Regions from separate parts of the Gossypium hirsutum genome. Here region 1 is linked to region 2. A link is a contact called in public Hi-C data. All regions are on one chromosome and are shown on one strand. Each heading gives the region's core, a stretch centred on a gene start, on an enhancer-like site or on the middle of the called end of the contact. The rest is flanking DNA. Distances are from core to core; before and after follow the strand shown.

What was found. Hi-C and Micro-C count contacts between places; a contact is called where the count stands out from the background.
Region 1: a contact with region 2 is called in a Hi-C map of leaf, with 3 times the contacts expected there. The contact joins the enhancer-like site here to the promoter of LOC107914280 in region 2. A contact is called at or near these places in 13 of 34 Hi-C or Micro-C datasets (anther, fibers, hypocotyl and 2 more).

Annotation. Positions count from the first base shown.
Region 1 is chrD10:12,228,184-12,234,488 of Gossypium_hirsutum_v2.1, reverse strand. LOC107914272 (a long non-coding RNA gene) reads left to right here. Exons shown (of 4, transcript XR_001688761.2): 4 at 525-935. Among protein-coding and RNA genes, the nearest start is that of LOC107914272, 4.9 kb to the left of the region's middle. Within about 2 kb of position 2,693, at least 7 of the 9 cell types and tissues checked have an H3K27ac peak or open chromatin away from gene starts, as enhancers often do. A contact at or near this core is called in fibers and leaf, where this site is marked.
Region 2 is chrD10:11,987,480-11,993,664 of Gossypium_hirsutum_v2.1, reverse strand. It overlaps LOC107914280 (folate transporter 1, chloroplastic), which reads left to right and starts at 3,702. Exons shown (of 11, transcript XM_016843150.2): 1 at 3,702-4,017; 2 at 4,118-4,194; 3 at 4,447-4,523; 4 at 4,713-4,806; 5 at 5,278-5,371; 6 at 5,755-5,828. The coding sequence starts at 3,909.

The DNA of each region.
Region 1 (6,305 bases), core at 1,444-3,943, 240 kb before region 2:
CCCCTTTCCACGACCATTTTGCCATCAATATTTCGCAATAATGCCTTCCATTTTATCGCATAGTGACTTTGGGAGTAAAAAGCAAGCCATTGAATATGTCGGTATGGCTTGTAGGACAGCCTTAATGAATACTTATTTTCCACCTTGCGATAGAAATCGAATACTCTAGTTTTCAATATGCTGCTTTAATCTATCTTTTAGAGCTCGAAAAGACTCCTTTCTTCGACCTACCATGTTTGGCAAACCTAGATATCGTTCTTGCTCATCTGAACTCCAAACTCCCAACAAGTTGACGACTAATTGTCTTTCTTCCTCCAGCATGTTTTTACTAAAGAAAGTTGATTTATCAAAATTTACACACTGACCCGAACATCGTTTATACTCACGTAGGATCTCCTTGAATACTAAAGCTCCTTTTTTTGAAGCTTCTCTGAATAAAATACAGTCGTTTGTAAATAATAAATGTGACACCTGTAGGCCGCTTCTACTTGCCTTGACTCCTTTTAAAATTCCTTCTTTTGTAGCTATTCTCATGAGACTAGGTAATCCCTCTCCACATATTAGAAAAAGAAACGAACTCAATGGGTCACCTTGTTGAAGTCTCCTGGTTGGACGAAAAGTTTCTCCAATACTTCCATTGAGCACAACTTGATAAGAAATAGTAGACATGCAATTCATGATAGAATCGACACAATTTTGAGCAAATCCCATCTGCAACATTATCTCCCTAACAAATTTCCATTCAACCCTGTCATAAGCTTTACTCAAGTCCAGTTTTATTGCCATATAACCCATTTCTCCCATTCTCTTCTGTTTTAGTGTATGCAGTAATTCATAAGCTAGTAGTACATTATCTGAGATTAATCTTCTTGGAACAAAGGCACTTTGCGCGCTATCAATGTATTTATCAATAACATCTCTAAATCTGTTTGCTATAGCCTTAGCCATGATTTTATAAATAACATTGCATAAACATATAGGCCAGAAATGTGTCATATTAAAAGGATTATTAATTTTTGGGATAAGCACAATATGTGTTAACTGAACTGACCTCTATTTTTTCATTCAAGAGTTGTAAACAAAAAGCAACGACTTCCTCTCCAATAAAGTGCCAACATTTTTGATAAAAAAGAGCTGGAAATCCATCTTCACCAGATGCCTTCATGGGTTGCATTTCAAACAACGCTTCTCAAACCTCTTCTTTCGTATATTGTATTGTAAGCTTTCTATTATCCTCCTAAAAATCACATCGATCAATACCCGAGAGCAAATGATCATAGTTTTCTTGATTCCCTAAAATGAATAAAGTCTGAAAGTAGGATCGTGCAATACTCTCCATTTCCTGAAGGTTTTCCGTTTCCCATCCACTATCATTTTGTAGCTTGTTAATTAGATTCTTCTTCCTCCTCTGTGTTGCTTGGCTATGGAAAAAAGCTGTATTTCTATCACCTAGTTTTAGCCAGTTCAGTCTAGCCTTTTGTTCCCAGTATCTTTCATATTTTTCGATTTCAAAGTTTAGCTGAATCTTCGTATCAATCATCCCAGTCAAGTTAATATCATCCCTTTCAGCTTCAATCAGTTTTGATAACTTTGCTGTTAAAAACCTTTTTTCCATTGTTTATTTCTTTGCATTTGTCTCGCCCAATTTTCTAGGTCCTTTTCTAAAATTTCCAGCTTTTTCAGAAAATCTCCTGATGCCGTCTTTCATATGTGTTTAGCTCGTCAACAAAGGAGTCCTCCAAAATCCACCAAGCTTCAAAATTGAAACGACTCTGTCCTCCTTTTGTCTTTCTTATTTGTGTCAATTAAAAGGGGACAAGGACCAGAAAAAGAATACACCAGATGCTGAACTTTTACCTTAGGAAACATAGAAATCCAATTCTCATTTGTAACACCCCTGTCCAGACGTTCTTGTATGTTTGTTTCAGGAAAATTACCTCTCTCCCAAGTAAACCATCTGCCAGAATATCCCACGTCAATCAATTGGCAAAATTCCAAAGCTTCACGGAACATCTCTATTCTTCTTTCATCTCTAAGCAAGCTTCTTTTTTTTTTTCAGAACCATACATAATTTCATTGAAGTCTCCACAAACAAACCAAGTAATGTCTTCATCCTTGTGGAGATTTTTTAAGACTGCCCATGAATCTTCTCTATCTTGTACATACGAGGTTCCATAAAATCTGGTAAATCTCCATTTAACATCTCTTTCATTATCAGCCACTACCACATCATTGTGTCTTTTAGAAAAATTCTGAAGCGTGATGTTGACATCATTTCGCCATGCCAAACACAAACCTCCTCTAGTGCCCTCTGAATCGACTTCAATGCCATTCACAAAACCACATCTTCGTCGACCTCTTTCCATCTGATTTTTACAAAGCTTAGTCTCTATAAAGAAGACTATTTGGGGGTCATAAGTCCTCAGCGAGTGCTGAAGTCTTCGAACTGTCCACTCCTTAATCCATGGGAATTCCAACTTAAGATTTTCATTGCGCTTGGCCAGCTTGTCATTTGGCAACCACCGATGATAAGTGATTAAGATCCACCATTCTCCTACTTGCCATAATATTACCCCTCTCTTTTTTTCCTGTTAAATTTTCAATCTCCCATTTAGATCTCTTCTTCCCCTCCTCCCCTACAAGGGCTACATCCTCCAGATTGTGGTCCATCACATTTAGGGCGTGATTTGTCAGTGAATTTTCCTTTCCTTGGCCTACAGATGATGAACCTCCTTCCAAATTAAAACCCAGAATTGGATCAACAGGCTTTCCATATTTTATTTTCCATCCCATCTTTTGCTGGCCCATTTTGAATCCTCTATTTTCCTCGATTCCTCCCATATCCCCATCACCTTCCTCACGTAACCAGACACTATTCATGGTCAAAGCCCTTCGAGATTATACTCTTATAGATATGTGCCAATCCATTTCAGCAATTTCCACTCCAAGATTCATTTTCGCTTCACAAAATAAATCAATGTGGCCCAATCTTCCATAATAAAAATATAAAAGTGATAATCGATCATATTTAAAAGTAATATATGAATGTCTCCCACCAAATAAAATTTGTTTCTTTCTTTCCAGAGGACGCCTTATATCAATTTGGACCGTTATTTGCATAAAATTTCTATTCTCTTTCCCTAGATTTGAAACATCATATTCCAAAAAATTCCCCAAGAAATTACCCAATTGTGTTGCTAGGTTTTCAAAAAACAGACCAATAGGCACATCATGAATCTAGACCCAGAAAGGTATCAAAACTAGAGGGACCTGTAACGAATCCTCCCCCAATTGCAATTTGTAAAGTATTAGCAAATGATTATTAAAGGTCCAAGGGGAACCCTTTAAAACCTTTTCCATATCCATATCGTGAAAGAATTGAAACAAATACCTTTTTTCCCCAGATCTCGAATTAAATGCCTCGAACCGGATGCCACAAATTTGCCATAGTACTTTTGATGGCTGGAAAGTGAATTATACTGGCTGTGAGAAAACAACCCACAAGTTGAAAAATCTCACCCCCCTTTCCTAACCTGGATCTATTTGAATGTGAATAGTATCCTTTTCTTCTTCATTAATCGACAATTGGGCTAATTCATCCTCCATTATTTCCAAGTATAAATCACCAACTTGTGAATTGCACTTTTCGTTGAAAGAAGATAGACTTTCGCGAGACACAAATTTCAAGGAAAAAAATACAAAAGAACAAGGAAAACCTAAAATTCTTGCCAGGGACGGGAGACAGAGGTGTGCTAGGGTAACAGACTTAAAATCTCTTTTAGACCTTGTTTTGAGATGGAATTAAATTTTATAAATTTATGAGAGTTAGTATTATATATTCTATAGATTTAAATTTTATGTGTTATAAATTATATAATATAAAACATTACAAATTTGAAAAATAGGTTAGACTTGAGCCTTGAATGTTCAAGCTTGATCTTAACTCACATTTTGAACGGACGTAAATTTTTTATCCAAATTCAATTTTTAAGCCTAATATTTCTATTCAAATCTTAAATTTCAAATGAATCTTTAAATCTAAATGTGTAACCTAATTAATCAAGAGGTATATTGGAAAAAATTACTATTTGAATCAAATGAAAGCTCAAAATTGTCTACTAAAAAGAGAGAGTATATTTTGAACCTTATTCTATCTCAAATTCATCCTCTTGCACATGGATTTGATCGCTAGAATTTTAAATTTCGCTGAACCGACTATCATCCAACAATCCAACGTATGTTTCCTTTTATCAATACTTGGTTCTATATATGTATGGTTATATTTAGAATATATATATATGTGTGTGTTTTTTTTATATATTATATGTAAGATAAATTTGGAATCTTTTTGTTGCCAATTAAAATTATAAATTAAATAGATAAATTTTAGAAATCATCAATTAAAATATTATTATATATTTAATGCAAATATTTATTAATAATAAAGATTGTTGTGAAATAATAATAAATATTATTGTGGTAGATACCTTGATTATTGCATGAGATATTGTGAAATATTATTATATATTTAATAGTTTTTGTAATGGTATGTAATTAGGGAGAGTTCCGTCACAATGCTATAATAGACTGACTTCGTGACTAAATGCATTTATAATTAATAGGCAAAAAGTTGAAATTTTATTATAAATTATTTGATCCTGAATTATATATGTCCAATCGGTCCCTCTGCTAGCTCGTTGAGACAAAAAAATGAATTGCACAAGGAATCAAATGAACAAAAATGGATGGAAATGATGAAGTTAGAGAAATAAGTCAGATTCGAAAATGAATATATTTTTTCACTAAGTATGAAAATGACTTGAGAATTAATTTAAAATTTTCGAATTATTATTTAATCAAATACTTGAAGTTCGAAAATGGAATTAAACTAATTGGTCATTGTGAATCTGTTGAATATGGAAATTAAATATATTTTCTCATATATTCTTTTATGGTAAAGTTATGTTCGATTAAATTATAAAATACTGGGTTAACAGTCCAATAAGCATCTATAATTGGACTCAATACATGAGAGGCCCAAAACCCCTCTCTCCTAGTTGAACTAGAGGACTAGTTTTTCTATCATATAAGTATTATTTGTATTCTACTAATTCAATCAGGATTCTTTATCTCTCCATATAAATAGATAGCACTGGTAGGGCTAAACACACTCAACTTTGAGATTTTGTTATTCTACCAAAAAATAGTGAGAATTTATTTTATATGTTTAAATTATATATTCTAAGAATAAAAATTCTATCGATTTCTATTAAGAAAGAGATTTACTTTCCTACCGAAAGTAAGAAGTTACTGGTTTTATGTTTGATTCGTGATTGTTCGAGTCCACACTCGAAGCGATTCGTGGTATGAAAATAGCGGAGAAAGTCATTCAGTTGAAAGCAGTGAATGTTAAGGATCTGTCTTGCACAAAAAAAGTGTACTTTTTGGGAAAAGTTATTTGCTATAAATATCACAAATTGACTCGATTTTCAATATTTTAATTTTTCGCTATGACAATCATTTTCAAACCATATTTTTTTCCGACATGAAGTTTTAATGAGTGTGAATAAGTTGTGCTTAAATATTCTCTAGTGTTATTGAAATTATAATGGATTATTCTCTGAGAAAGGCCCCGCAAGTGTAGGATTGGATCCAAACTACATAACCAATTGGCCCTATTTTTTTTTACATTTCCAATTTTAGTTGTTTTCGTAAATGTGATCATGTAACAACTGAATCAACAACTCAACTTTTACAATTGGTATAAGATCTAGACGCCAAATGAACTTGGTGAAGATCCTGTTGATGATTTATTGAACCATGTAAGGAAGCTCAATCTCCATGCCACCTATGCTTGATGGGTCAAACTATGCTTACTAATATTTGTCTTAACTTGTAGGGATTTGAGAAAATTGACATACGGCTATGCATTTGTCTTAGGTTGCGGGAGCCATAATTTAGAGTGTGAAGCAGACTTGTACTGTTGACTCTACTATGGAGGTTAAATATGTGACTACTTTTAAGGTAACAAAAGAAGCAATTTGGCTTCACAAGTTCTTAATAGAACTTAAAGTTGTTCTTATATGGAAAAACCTATCACATAATATTGTGATAATGGTGCAATAATGGCTAATACTAAGGAAATAAGAAATTTTAAGAGGAAAAAACACTTTAATTATAAATTTCATATCATATTAGAGGCAATAGATGTAGTCAAAATAGCATTTGAGGATAACCTTCTAGATTTGTTTACTAAGACTCTAGTAACTAGGAGTTTTGAGAAATATGTTGAGGACATGAGAAAG
Region 2 (6,185 bases), core at 2,453-4,952:
TTTTGTTTTGCCTGTAAAGATTCTGATTAATCGCAACTTGGATGGGATCTGGAAGAGATGCAACAACAGCTTTAGACTTGGTTCTGATCCAAGGGCATAAAATAGCTTCATCATAGCATAAAAATGCTTAGATAAGTCTTTTTTTCTGGTAGGAGCAACATTTCCTTTTGAAGAATTCTCGTCTTTTGAGTGTTAGCAGATCATTAGGATTACCAATAAAATAACTATGGATAATCCTTGTAGCCTGAGAAAAATCTGTTAACACCAAAAATTGTAATTGATCCGCCTGAGTAGCTGAATTCCACCAATCTTTCAACATTCCTGTGAATCTTGAAACAAATTCAGACAGGATGTTATAATTGCTTTCTTCTGTTAGCCTTCTAGTATCGAGCCACGCATGGAACTCTTGTAATCTTTCAGGCCATTTGTTAATTGGAATATCATCCAATGTGAAAACCATCTTTGTTATAGAGACATGCGGTGCTGATCTTGCATTTGATGGTTCTCCTGCTTCATTCATCTCTTCATCTGATGGTTCTTCAACCTTCACACCAGGAGTGGCCATTACTTCCGGTAAATCTCTAATTCCTTCTTCTGAAGAATTATTGGTTTCTCCAATTGATTCTGAATCATAAGGATTTGCTGCTTCTTTTGAAAAGGATACTGAATCTTCTTCTGGTGGAATATGTTCAAAGTTTAGAGCTGGGGTTGTCTCTGATTCTCGGTGGAAAACAGATATTTTTGGCAGAATATCATGAGTGTAATCCTTTAAAAATTTGGTTAAAGGATTAGAGGGACTCTTATTATTTTGCATCATAAGTGACTTTGACATCAGCTTCGGTGGTGGAGATGTTGGCGGTGAAGAGAATTGGCTTTCTTCATCTTCTTGTTTTTCCACTGGTCTTTTCCCTCGAGCCTTTTCTTGTCTTCTTTTCTCTTCCGCAGCTTTTCTTTTTTCTTTCTCCTTTTGTGCTTTGATTTGTTGACATAATTCATAGATTGTGGCCTTCTTCTTTGGCTCTGGTGGGGGGGAAATGATTGGCTGTGTCCCACCTTGTCGAGGGCTATCAGTCTGTCTTATGGATGGGAAAAGTTCAATCCCATTTTTCTCCGGCTGTCGCGGTGGCAACTTCCCATTTTCTTTCAGATATTTGATCTGTTCTTTAAGATTTTGGATTTCTTTTTCTCTTTATGCAAGATGAGAGAATAAATCTTGTCTTGGGCCTGCTGGTTCATGAGCGACTTCTTTAAGCCTTTTTTGAAAAAGCTTTATGAGATTTTTGATCATCTCTGCATTTTCATCAGTTGTCTTTTCAATCTTCGAAACTTTGTTATCCATCTGAGTAACTTTTTGATCAATCTTTTTGCTTGCAGCATTCTGGGCCAAGGCATTTTCTGATTGCCAGTTCAAGGTTGCTTCTGCTGCTGCTATTTTAACTTGTTTTCCTTGTGAATCAGTTTGGAGTTTCGAAGAGATCTTGGGCACATGAAGATATTCATTCTTTGTGAATTCTTCAAGTTGTGGAAATTCCTGATCATAGGATGAATTGCTGTATACATTTGGACTTCTGGGATTGCCGTTGTTACTATAGCAATCTCTTGTTCTTTCGTCTGCAAGTCATAGATTGGTTATTTTTCTGAACCCATTTATTGATTCTTTTGTAACATGGCTGTTTCAAAGGCTTAGATAGCCATTTTGTTTCAGAATCTGGTTTCGGAGGAGATGGTGGAGGCATTTTTGGTTGCTTTTGGATTTTAAGAGATTGTGGTCTTTTTGCAGAGTAATCCACAAGATAAACAAATTTGCCGTTATTTTCTCCTAAAGGACCAATGTCTGGATCTCCATTCATCCATCTTTCATAGAAGCTTAATTGTGTTAATTTCTTGCTAGACTTCTTTTTTCGGGAGAGTCTAATATCTTCATCAATTTCTTCAAAGACATCATTTCTGCATCCTTCACAAGAACAATTGATATCCCAGGGACAATGTCCTGAGGGATCTTTGAAAAAGTACAAAGGCTTCCCATCAGACTGGAAGCTCTGAATAAGTGTTGCTTCTGGTCCAGGTACCGTTTCTTCAGTAGTTACTGGCTGTAACATCATCTGAGTTGTAAAAACGGGTGGAGTCGGGAGTTGCTTTAAATGGTTGTGATCAAATCTGATTTCACTGGTTCTATCAGCTTTAGTGATAATCTGGCTTTTGGTAGATTTGATTGGCTGATTATGTTGATGGATCTGTTCATAGTTTGTCACCTATTTTTCTGGAAAAAGCTTTAAAAGCTCTTGCTTGGGTATCTACTTGGGCACATGAATACAATGAGGCTCTTCTCTTGTGTTGACAGAAATAAGAAGAGAATCATCAGATCCTTGATTAGCCAACTTAAAAGCATGATCTTGGACCCTATACACGATCTGGTAGTGTAGGGTTACAGTAACTGCGGATTCCACCATTTCTGCACCAACGATCTGGATTTGTACTTTCAAGGCATCCATCAAGTTGGGGTCTTGTAAAGACATGGTAAAATTGGGAAATAGGGTTACCATAGCCATTCTCGAACTTAGTGTTGCTTCAACTGTCCCTATACAAGCGTCTTGATAACGCTTATATCTGGAATCAAGTAGGGCTATTCTGGAAACAACAGGTTTCCCTGAAGTTCCATGATAGTTAAGGGCCAGACGTACCGCTCCAAAGTGCATATGAGAATATCCATGTTGGCACCATTCTTGAGGGAAGTGAGATGGGATCTCCAGTGTGACGAACTGTTCTTCCTGTCCTCCATAAATAAGATGTTTATCAAATTTAGAGGACTGGACATACTCTTTAACCGCTTTTCTTCTGGTGGTTATAAGAGACTTGATACTTTTTATAGGTGAAAAGGAAGGCTTTTGATAGGTAGAATATGGATTTGCAAAGTGACCTTTTTTGTTGCAGATGTAACACCTTGTGGATTTTCCTTTTTTTGAAAATTTCTTCTTCTTTTTTAGATATCTCCATTGGTATTTTCTTTTGGGAATTGATCTTGAAAACTTTTTTTCCTTTCGGAAATGCTTCTTCTTCTTCGTGGGACAATAACATGACATTATTTTTTGAAAATTTTTTTTTTGCATTTCTACTGTTTAAAATATTTTTTTATATTTTTAAGTATATATATTTTAAATTTTGAATAGTTTTTTTCTGAAAATTTCTTAATTATATTTTTTATTTATGGTTAGATGAACTTTTTAATTTTTTATAATTTTAAAATTAATTTTTTATAATTTTAAAATTAATTTTTTATTAGATTTATAAAACAAAATAGTGTCACATTAGTGAAAGGTTAAGGATCAATTTGCTTCAAAGAAAAGAATAAGATTCAAATTGAATAAAGGTGTAAAAATTATAAGTTTTTGTTATCATGCTTTATATGGAAAACACCAAAATGAGAATTTCACAACACAATTTTAAGGATTATTTTATTTTTATGTAATATATAGGGATTAATTTGCTCATTTTTCAAATGGATAAATAAAAATGTAATCTAAAATATAATACATGTACTTAGTATGATATTTTTACCATACAAATACTTGCAAGGTCCTATTTTATTAATTAACCAAAAAAGAAACACTTGTGTTTGGGCCAACTTGTCAGAGTCCAAAACAGAAGGTGGAGTGGATTGTGGTTCCTTTGTTTCTTGATGAGATGACCCATAACCATAACTTGATATTATATCCTTCGCCCGCCCATTCAAAGTGGCGGCCGACGGCCCGACCACTTTCACTTTGTTGTTTATTAATCATATACGTATACATATACATATACGTTAGCTTTGGAGCCCATAACCAGAAATAACGGTAGCGCGAGATGCGATCGGCGGTCGACCCTGTTTTTGCTTGTGCAAGTCGCCGCTCCTTTTTCTTTTGAATGAAATGTCACTATCACAGTGGCAATGGGAGACTGCAGCCGCCGGGGCCGTGGCGGGTTTCGCCACCGTAGCCGCGATGTACCCTCTCGATATCGTTCGTACCAGATTTCAAGGTCCTCCGTTTCTTCTATCTCCCTTTCTCTCCGTATACGCATAGTTTAGTCAAATATGTTTCAGCCTTTTATGCCGCTGATTGGATTGAATTTTATACAGTTAACGATGGTCGAGTCACCAATTTCCCCGCTTACAAGAACACCGCCCACGCCATTTTTACCATTACTCGCTTAGAGGTTCGCACCTTTTTCTTCTTCTTACTTTAGCTTATCAGATTGTATTGCTCAAGTATTAGCATTTTTAAGCTACTTAATTAGTCATGTAACCATGAAATTATGTGATTTCTATCTGATTCGTAATTGCTTAGTACTCTTAGGTACTTTCTTTTGGTGTCTAGCTTTCATTGGAGATTACAGTTTCTCTTTGCGAAGCCCCCCCCTTTTTTTTTTTCTTTTGATGGTTTACAGATTTGTGGGTTGATCATGTAGGGTCTGAAAGGGCTTTATGCTGGCTTTCTTCCTGCAGTTTTAGGATCCACCGTTTCATGGGGTTTATATTTCTTCTTGTAAGTATCAACTATAAATTTACGTGTTACAAGCTTCTCCTTTTGCTTTATGTGTTTTGAAACGCTTGATTACAGTACATTAGTTGGCATACGTGTATATATATATATATATGTGTGTGGATTATTACCAGGTTGAAAAATGTTTTATGACAATCAATTAACCTGAGGTTCTATTATTATTCTCTGTAGCTATGGCAGAGCTAAACAAAGGTATTCTAAAAACAGAGAAGAGAAGCTTAGCTCTGGCCATCATCTCGCATCTGCTGCTGAGGCTGGAGCTTTGGTGAGTATATATACTTCTAATAATGATTTGGTGGAAAAGTGGAAGGTTCATACTTACTAATAATATCAAAGTTCACAGCTGAAAGGAAATTTTCTTTTAACAGTAAAATTTACTAATAACCGAGCTTAAAACCATTTAGGATGGTCTAAGATGCTAAGTTTCAATAGCATGTCACTAGATGTTGCTGCATTTGGATAATATTTGAGTTGTCTTGGTTTGAATTAGTCAGGTACTCGTATTCTCACTGCTGATGCTAGGTTGAATTGGCCCTTAATTGATGTTAATTGAGATAGTTTTTGGTTTGTTTTCTATTAACAATTTCAATCTTGTGGCCTTCAATTGATGTTAAATTAGTTATGTACTCGTGTTCTCACTGCTGATGCTAGGTTGGATTGACCTTTAATCTATGTTAATTGAGATAGTTTTCAGTTTGAATTCTATTAACAATTTCAATCCTGTGGCGTTCTTCAGGTCTCCTTGTGCACAAACCCTATTTGGCTTATAAAAACGAGATTGCAGCTCCAGAACCCTCTTCATCAAAGTCGACGTTATTCTGGCATTTATGGTCTGCTCTTCATCTTAACGTTATTTTGCTAGTAATGTGCTCTGAGTCTGCAATAACCATTTCTGTAGTGAGTCATACTAACTCTGACTCCAAGCACTAGCAAGTAAGTGATTTGATATCATTGGTCCTGCAGAGATGTTGATGCATGAACTTTTAGAAGATACACCTTTTTCCTTTGTATATTTCTTGTGCGATTTGATATTCCAGTAGATGATTTAACACTACTAAGCAGATATGATTTTCAGAATTGTTGAGAACTTAACCCTTTTTGAAAATGATGGATGATCGTAGGTGTTTATATTTTTCAACATGAGTTCCTTTTGTGCCTCAATGTTTTCAGTTGGATATTTAACTGTGCAAAATTGATGTCTTAATTATTTCAGATGCCTTGAGAACCATACTGAGAGAAGAAGGATGGACTGCACTCTATAAAGGACTTGGTCCGGGTCTGTTAATGGTAATTTGCTGGCTGCTTTAGTCGTATTTCTGCTCCTGCTTTTCACATCATGTGTGGGTTTTTTTTTTCAGCATTTGAATATCTCAGAGCTAAATAAGACTAAATTGTTTGAGTAATATCTATGTTACTCAAACTCAGATGTAAGTATCTGACACTCACATGTTCAATTCTTTTTTTCAGCTTTCCATGTATTTGGAGAGCCTTTGATGTTTGGAATCTATCCTCGTACCCATGTCCAGATAAGTTTTGGACATGAGTACTTCAGGAAAAATGAAGAGTCGGAGCTATGTACTACTTAGTTGGACTTTAGCATAATAGCACGTGTCTATCCCATACCCATGTCCAGATAAGTTTTGG